3 separate regions of the Sus scrofa genome follow, and all the other regions are linked to region 3. A link is a contact called in public Hi-C data. All regions are on one chromosome and are shown on one strand. The core of a region is the stretch at or near the end of the contact, and the rest is flanking DNA. Distances in the headings are between cores, read along the strand shown. Region 1 has its middle 9.1 kb from the start of UBE2S. Region 2 holds the start of TMEM238 (transmembrane protein 238). Region 3 holds the start of HSPBP1 (hsp70-binding protein 1).

Evidence for each region. Hi-C and Micro-C count contacts between places; a contact is called where the count stands out from the background.
Region 1: a contact with region 3 is called in a Hi-C map of liver, with 3 times the contacts expected there. The contact joins the enhancer-like site here to the promoter of HSPBP1 in region 3. A contact is called at or near these places in 3 of 5 promoter capture datasets (fetal liver, fetal skeletal muscle and liver), 9 of 47 Hi-C or Micro-C datasets (blood, liver, mesenchymal stem cells and 5 more) and 1 of 2 datasets of contacts at active chromatin or transcription factors (skeletal muscle).
Region 2: a contact with region 3 is called in a Hi-C map of liver, with 7 times the contacts expected there. The contact joins the promoter of TMEM238 here to the promoter of HSPBP1 in region 3. A contact is called at or near these places in 1 of 5 promoter capture datasets (fetal liver), 6 of 47 Hi-C or Micro-C datasets (blood, embryonic fibroblasts, epiblast stem cells and 3 more) and 1 of 2 datasets of contacts at active chromatin or transcription factors (alveolar macrophages).

Annotation. Positions count from the first base shown.
Region 1 is chr6:59,578,198-59,580,897 of Sscrofa11.1, forward strand. No RefSeq gene overlaps it. Among named protein-coding and RNA genes, the nearest start is that of UBE2S, 9.1 kb to the left of the region's middle. Within about 2 kb of position 1,409, at least 3 of the 83 cell types and tissues checked have an H3K27ac peak or open chromatin away from gene starts, as enhancers often do. A contact at or near this core is called in liver, where this site is marked.
Region 2 is chr6:59,554,741-59,557,517 of Sscrofa11.1, forward strand. It overlaps TMEM238 (transmembrane protein 238), which reads right to left and starts at 1,273. Exons shown (of 2, transcript XM_021095016.1): 1 at 1-1,273. The coding sequence starts at 119. It overlaps RPL28 (60S ribosomal protein L28), which reads left to right and starts at 1,846. Exons shown (of 5, transcript XM_021095010.1): 1 at 1,846-1,980; 2 at 2,322-2,410; 3 at 2,506-2,629. The coding sequence starts at 1,905.
Region 3 is chr6:59,463,133-59,465,884 of Sscrofa11.1, forward strand. HSPBP1 (hsp70-binding protein 1) reads right to left here and starts at 1,401. Exons shown (of 8, transcript XM_003127468.5): 1 at 1,055-1,401; 2 at 428-724. The coding sequence starts at 631.

The DNA.
Region 1 (2,700 bases), core at 159-2,658, 120 kb after region 3:
GGAGGACCCGGGGCTGAACGGAGAGGGGCTCCGAAAGGCCGCATCGGGACAGCGGGCGCAGGGTGAAGGTGCGTGTCATCAGTATGAAGTTCTTGATGGTGACCGTACTGCAGCTGTGTAAGAGAATGTCCTTGTCCTTCCCAAATGTCCCTTGGGGGCAACTTACTGTCCAGTGTCTCAGGAAAAAATGTACATGGGAAGAAAACTGTAAAGCAGTGTGATGAAACCTCAACAACTGATGAATTGACGAAGGTTGCGCAGGCGTTCTTGGACGTATTCTTGTACTCTTCTCCAAGTTTGAAACTATGTCAAGGTATGAAGTTAAAGGCATTTCCCTCCTGGCTCAGCAGGTTATTTAAGAATCTGGCACTGGTTCTGCTGTGGTGTGGGTTTGATTCCTGGCCTAGGAACTTCTGCATGCTGTGGACAGGCAAAAAACAAAAACAAAAACAAAAACAAAAACAGAGGAGTTCCTGCTGTGGCTCAGTGGGATCAGCAGCATCTTGGAAGCACTGGGTCGAAGGAGTGATCCCTGGCCCAGCACAGTGGCTTAGGGATGCAGTGTTGCCACAGCTGTGGCTTAGCTCATGGCTTTGGCTTGGATCTGATCCCTGGCCTGGGAACTCCATGTGCCACCAGGCGGCCAAAAAACAAACAAACAGGAGTTCCCACTGTGGTGCAATGGGATCAGCAGCGAATTTGCAGCTCCAGGATGTAGGTTTGATCCCCAGCCCAGCACAGTGGGTTAAAGGATCCAGCATTGCCACAGTTGCCCAATAGGTCACAACCGTGGCTTGGATCTGGTCTCTGGCCTGGAAACAGTGTATGCTGTGGGGCGGCCAAAAATGAAAACAAATGAACAAACTACCCCCAAAACACATGATGTTAAAAAGAAGTGCAGAGGGACTTCTCTTGTGGTGCAGAGGGTTAAGGATCTGGGGTTGTCACTGATGTGGCGTGGGTTCAATCCCTGGCTCAGGCACTTCTGCATGCTGTGGGTGAGGCCAAAACAAAAAAAAGGAAAAAAGGGAGTTCCCCGTCATGGCGCAGTGGTTAACGAATCCGACTAGGAACCATGAGGTTTCGGGTTCAATCCCTGCCCTTGCTCAGTGGGTTAACGATCCGGCGTTGCCGTGAGCTGCGGTGTAGGTCGCAGATGCGGCTTGGATCCCGCCTTGCTGTGGCTCTGATTCGACCCCTATCCTGGGAACCTCCATACGCCGAGGGAGCAGCCCAGGAAATGGCGAAAAGACAAAAAAGAAAAAAAAAAAAAAAGAAAAGACATGTGTACATAACCTCTAGTATTGATTTCAGAAGTTTGGGAGCCAGCCTCATCAAAGGAAGGTTAAGAATAGCTGCTCAGAGGCTGTATTTATCAACCCAAAGGAGATAGGAATTGAGCAAGTGTTAGGTTACAAAGCCCGGTTACAAAGGTGAAAATGCGTCTGCCAAATATTGCCCAACGAAGACAGGGTACATATGGATCAGATGGCTATTTTTTCCTTGGTTGAACAGAAACAAAGCAGTGGATGGGCATGTAGAGGCCATGTTGAATGAAAAATACACCCGCTTAAGCCCTGGCATCACAAAGCAGAGTGGAAGCTAATCTCCCCGCATGGGAGAGGAACGAGGCTTGTGTCTCCCCCATCACCTCACTCCTGGGCATCAGCCCCCTGAGAGGAATGCCCATCAAAGCCTGCGCCGTTTATGTTTAAATTTAAATTCTAGGAGTTCCTGTCGTGGCGCAGTGGTTAACAAATCCGACTAGGAACCATGAGGTTTCGGGTTCAATCCCTGCCCTTGCTCAGTGGGTTAACGATCTGGCGTTGCCGTGAGCTGTGGTGTAGGTTGCAGACGTGGCTCGGATCCCGTGTTGCTGTGGCTCTGGCGTAGGCCGGTGGCTACAGCTCCGATTCAACCCCTAGCCTGGGAACCTCCATATGCCGCGGGAGCGGCCCAAGAAATAGCAACAACAACAACAACAAAACAACAACAACAAAAAAAAGACAAAAAAAAATTTAAATTCTATTTCTAAAAACCAGGTAACACATACACACAAATCAGAAGTTCAAGAGCGTAGGGCACAAAGCCCCCAGCCATGCAGTGCCTCTCGCCATCAGCCAGCAACGTGCATCAGCCCAAAGAGGCCGCCCTCTCCTGCAGTAACAAGCAGCCCTAAGGCCCCAGTTGTTAAAGCAACATGGGTTTGTTTCTCACTCGAGGGTTGGCGGAGGCCCCTGTTTGGCATGACTCTCATTCCCAGTCCTGGTTGATCTGTCTGGAACCCAGCCTAGGAAGAGCAGCTCTCATGTGAGGTATTGCCCATGACCATGGCGGGAGGGGGCACGGGGTAGGGGGACAGCATGGGAATTTACTCACTGGCTCTCAGAAGCTTCTGCCTGCAAAGGCAGTTCTGCTCACATGTCAGGCCCATCACAGAGGTGTGTCTAACGTCCAGGAGGCGGGGAAGCAGGGTCCTGCTATCTGCCCAGGAGGAGAATCTCTGAGTGCTCGGTGATCCTATAGTTAGACACTTGGCATCACCACCCTCCCCAGTTACCTGCGGACAAAGCCTCCAGCAGAGAGTGGCGATTTCTAAGAATAGGCAAACCACCCTCACAGGCACCAGGCAGGGCATTTCAGAAGTGATCCTAACACCAGCACTGGAAGCTGCCCGCCCCTCCCGCCCCTTTAATCTAC
Region 2 (2,777 bases), core at 23-2,522, 91 kb after region 3:
AGGAGCAGCGCCATCCGGCAGCGGCCCAGGCCGGACGAGGGCACCGGCGCGCCCGCCGGCGGGAACGGTGCGCCCGGCGGGGCCCCCTGCGAGGCGCCTACCGCCGGCGCCGCCGCCATGGCCGTGCTCCGCCGCCGCCGCCGCCGCTGGCTCCGACCGAGAGCTTTCCGCGTTCCGGGCGCGGCCCGGCCCGGGGCGGGGTCAGGGGACCGCGCCAGGTGTGCCCGGCTCCCGCCTGGTCACCTGAGCAGTACAGACTGGCCTGGCCCGGAGGCGATCTAGCTGTGTTTTCTGGGCAGGACCTGGCCTTCAGAAGCCTATGCTGGGAACAGCGGGACGCAAAGATGCGTGCGGCCTCTGTATCCCAAGGAACTCGGAGCAGCGCATGGTCAAAATTCAGGGTGTTCTAGTGGAGGCAACGTAGGGCGCTCTGGGAGCCCGAGCATAGTTTCTGTTCAGTGCCTACCTCCAGGCGCCTCCGCCCCCGGTGCACCAGTGGGAACAGATGGGGTGAAAAAGAAGGATCAGACAAGGCCCTGAACCTCAAGGAACTCTGGGAGGCAGGGAGTCAACAGAGTGCCTTAAGGAAGGAAACGGCTCCGTGGAGCTGAGGCTGCTCTCAGTCACTGCCGGCCTCCTGTGTGGCCCAGAGCGAATGATTAATGATCGCAAAGGCGGATCAGACACTCACAGGAACTCTGCCGCCACCATCGGATCAGAGCTCCGTGATGAAGGCAGGAGGGTAACCCCCAACATTCCCGTTGGCTCAGGTTTCTCCTGGGGTCTTTAGACTCTCAGGATGTATTACTCGCGAAGTCCAGGTGCACAGAGAGATGGACCAGACAAGGTCCCTGCCCTCCCCTCGAGGAGTTGCTGGACATGATCACATCAAAGCGCGCTAATGGGGTGCCAAGGGACTGTCATTCCTTTTGTTCCCTTGGAGTCTCTGTGCTGGTCAGGCCGAAGACACAGAGATATATCAGGCAAGGTTCCTGCTCCTTAAAGATGACCCTGACGACAGAAAACAAACGTCTATAAAGTGTAACAGGTGACATGGGGCAGGCTGGAGGAGGATGGGGGAGGCCGCGGGGCACAGGGAAGAGGCAGGGCAAACAAGTATGGAAACCCTCAAGGAACCAAGAGCTTTCCCAGACAAATCTTTTCCTCCAAACGCAACTCGCCCTTAAGAGGAAATCCACGGTTCCCTGCGGAGACAGTCTGCGAGAAGGTTCCGTCAGGCTTCTCTCTAGACTCAAATAGCTCTGGATTTAATTTTAAGACGGCCCTGGGGAGGGGGAAATAACAGGGGGTTCCTGGAGTTAGCCGAGGGGTTCCGAACGTAGCCGATTGGAGATCGACTGTTTCCGAGCAGATCCGAAGGGGCACGGGCCAATAAGTGGGAAGGCGGCCGCCCCTCCGAAGAGCGTTTCCGGAGAGTTTCGAAAATGTCCGAAACTACTTAACTACCTTCTTCGGGAATAGCCGAGGGCCTACGAAGAAGACTGGAAGCACCCGAAGACTATGGAGCAGAGCTAGGTTTTAATAGTTCAGGCACTCTCACGTTCCTTCATAAAACAAATATTTATTGAGTTGAGCATCCATTCTGTGGCCAGCAATGGGTGGCAATATTGGAAGAGGCCGCTGAGGAAGGGGCCGTGGGGCTTCTAGAGGTGGACACAATCGGAAACCCAGCCGTGGGCTTCCGACAACACAAGAAGGGCTATCCAAACTGTCCCCTTCCGCGTCGAGAACACGCCCTCGGGTCCCTAGCCGAAGAGTTCCGAAAATCCCCGAAGGGTTTTGCGACGGGCTGGCGGAAATAGCCGAGCGTTGCCGAGCTGGTTCGGAGACGGGAGGGGAGAGGCGGGGGACAGTCGACGCGCGTGCCCAGAGAGGAAGCGGAAATGCGTGTGGGTATTAAAAGCGTCGCTCCGCCCCCGGCGTGTCTCTTTCCGTCTCCGGCCGCCGCACGGAGAGGAGGTGAGGTGCGGCCTCTTGTCCGCCCGCGTGGCCGTCTCGCGCCCGCCGCCGTGGGTCTGTGCCCTTGCCTGGCCTCTCTCGCTGCGCCGCTCGCCTCCCTGGCTGCCCCCGAGCCCCGCCGCCCTAGGTCGCTGTGCATTTTCATTTTCTTGTCGCTCGTAGTCTCGGCCGCCTAAGTTCAGCTCCTCTACCTTAGGCCGCCCAGCCCCGCCTGGCAGATTTCTAAGCGCTCTCGGCCCACACGGTTCCCCCATTCCCCAGGTCCCCACACGCGGCCTTCCCCTGTTGTTCACCGTCGGCCTGCTGCTCCCTTGACATTTCCCGGGCCCCTTCCTCCGCAGCTGCCGTTATGTCCGCGCACCTGCAATGGATGGTGGTGCGGAACTGCTCCAGCTTCCTCATCAAGAGGAACAAGCAGACGTACAGCACCGTAAGTGGGGCCCCGACGCCTGGGTCTGAGGGAGGGACCTTTACGACCGCTGGGCCCTGGCCCCTTTCGCGACCGCCATGTGTCCCGCTTCCCAGGAACCCAATAACCTGAAGGCCCGCAACTCCTTCCGCTACAACGGGCTGATTCACCACAAGACCGTGGGCGTGGAGCCGGCGGCGGACGGCAAAGGGGTCGTGGTGGTGATGAAGCGGAGATCCGGTAAGCATCTGCCCTGGCTCGGCCGGGCGACAGACCCCCCCACACGGGCGAGGAGCTATGGTTTCTCAGTGTCGGGCAGCAGCACTAAGGTTTCTTGGGGTCAGGACAGTTGCCTGGGAAGCTGGCTCTTCAAGCTTGCCCTCCCCCT
Region 3 (2,752 bases), core at 151-2,650:
AGACTATCCTGCTGCCTCCAGGAGCACTGCCTATGTGCCTGGCACTGCATGCAGCCCTGCTTCAACTGGAACTTCGGAACTACTCAGTGAAGTACCACTGGTATTCTAACTGTCAGCATCAACTTGCAAATAAAGAACTTGGGGCTCAGAAAGATGAAGGGACATACCCAAGGTCACACAGCCATAAAATGCTGAATCCAGGTCTGTCTGCGGAACCCTTGCCTCTTCTTTTTACCACGAGGCTACTCTGCCTCCCTGCACAGTGCAGGGATCCAGGGATCAGACCTTCAGTCTACAATAACCCCATCAAGCACAAGGAGGCTACTCTGCCTTCACACCTGGCCTCCCGACCCTCTCGGGACTCCCTCCCCAAGATATCTCGGTCCGCACACCCCTCACCCCGGCTTCTTGGGTCCCCCCCCTTTACCTCCTCACTCATGGGTTCTGGAGGTGGGTCTGGCTCTTCAGAGCCCGCCGTGATGGCCATCTGCAGCAGACCTTGGAGGTTTCGCGGGGGTGGGGGGTTGCCCGAGCCCCCAGCAGAGGAGCCGCTGCCCCCTGACGAGCAACCCTGAGAGGCTGGGGGCAGCGCCAGGGGAAGGCGGCTGCCCCCAGAGCCTTGGTCCGCCATGGGCTGTTTGCGAAGAAGGGACGAATGTGCTGGGGTAGGGGATGGTCACCGCTGAGGTAGCGCGGGCTTCCTGACCGGTCGACTCCTGGAGGTCTGCTGAGAAGGTGGCGTTTTAGGGGAGCTCGGCGGCCCTCCGCGACCCCAAACCACTCTGTCCACATGCCCTTTAACCACAGCCCCCATTCCTTCCTTCACACCGGCGAGACCCTTCCCCAAAGTCACAAGCCCCTCCTTCGTCCCTAGCAACAGGCCCCACCCACTCTCTCTAGCAACCCCCTCCCCCATCTTCACCGCAGGCGTTCCCGTCTCTTAGCAACCCCACTGCCCAGCCCTCATAGCAACCAGGCCTCCCTTTGGTTTTCTTGGCAACAAGTCTCCTCCCTCTTCTCCGAAAGAGGGGAGCCAGAGCGGGGCGGACCTCACCTCCCCGGGCCTCGTGTCGCCGCCGCTACTAAAGACAGAGTCGCCCGCACCTGACTACAATGGGCGCCGCCATATTGACAGGAAATACGCAAATCTCGCCCGGAAGTTCCCGGCGCAGACACCCCACTTAGGGCCTTAACTAGGCGTGAGGAGGCCTCGCCCAGCTCCGAAGTCCTTCCTAACTGGCGGGATACTGCGCTCCGCCCAGCCCCTCACCTAGGCCGCGCCCCTCGTGCTCCCGCTCTGGCCTAAGGCCCGCCCCCGGCCCGGATCCCGCCCTTAGCGAGCCCCACCTCCCCATGCTCATTGCAAGCCCCTGCCCTAGTGTAGGCCCCGCCCCCCGGCCTGGCTCTGCCTAGGCCCAAACGCGTCCACACCCAGCCCGAGTTCTAAACTGGTCCCTCTCCGCCCGCTTCAGGCTCCGCCCCTGTTCCAGGCCTTTCGGCCTCTCCCAGGTGAGCCCCGCCCCCGTGCCGGTTTGCCGGCCGTTCCCCCGTCAAGCCCCGCCCACTTCTTGGCCCCGCCCCATTCTCGCTGAGCGTGCCCCGCATCAGCAAGGGCTTTTCTCTTCCATCTAGGACCCCACCACGTCTTTTACTGGAGCCCTGGGGTCGCACCACTAATAACCTGACCCAGGCACCCAACCCCACCCGTCTCCTGGCCTCAGTTTCCCCATTCGTCAAAGGAGGCATTCTCCACACTGCAGCACTACCTGTGCCGGTGCTTATTACCCAACATCTGCCTGGTGGAATCTTCTCTGGGTCCTGCCCAGGTGCAGAGGAGGGGATCGTTGAAGCCTGAAGTAAATGCCCACGCAAGGTGGTTTAGGCCGCTTGAGGCCTCCCTGCACCAGATTTGGGGCTCAGGTCTGGGAATGTGCCTGGCCTTTGGAGGTGTTTCCTTTGGGGTGATCTTAAGCGAATCCTAGTTGTGGTCTTCCGTAAGAGACCCTTCCCCTCGAGGAAAGGCTGTACTTATCTTGTGACCTACGGTCACAGGTATATTGAGCCCTTGGCTAGGTCTGCAACATGCCAGGTGCTCTTTTGGACAGAGATGGAAAGACCAGTGTACAAGCTGTGTGTGTGTGTTGTTTGTTGTGGTTTGTAGCACTGAGAAGCCTAGCTATCTGACGTGGGTCTAGGCCCCTGTGTACTTTATTGTATCCCTTTCCTATTGTTGCTCTTAACAAATTACCAAAAACTTGGTGGCTTACAACAACGCAGATTTATTAGCTTACAGTTCTGGAGGTCAGAAGCCCCAAATGAGTCTCACTGAGTTAAAAACCAAGGTATCAGGGGGATTGTGTTCCTCCTGGGGGCTCCAGGGACCCTCTGTTTCCTTGCTTTTTCCAGCTTTTAGAGGCTGCCCACATTCCTTGGATTGTGGTCGCAGCATTTCAGCTTGTTTCTTTCCCTGTCCCATCTCCTCCTCTGCCTCTGATCCTCCTGCCTCCCCATGATAAGAACTCTTGGGATGACATGTAGGACCCACCCAAGGAACCAGGATGCTCTCCCATCTAAGACTTTCAACTCAGTCACACCTGCCACGTCCCTTTTGCTATGAATATGTAAGGCAACATATTTGCATGTTCTAGAAATTAGGATGTGGACATCTTTGGGGGCCCAGTATCCAGCCTACTATATATATATACTATGTACACTGACGTACAAGTCCCTCTATCTACAATACTATTTACAT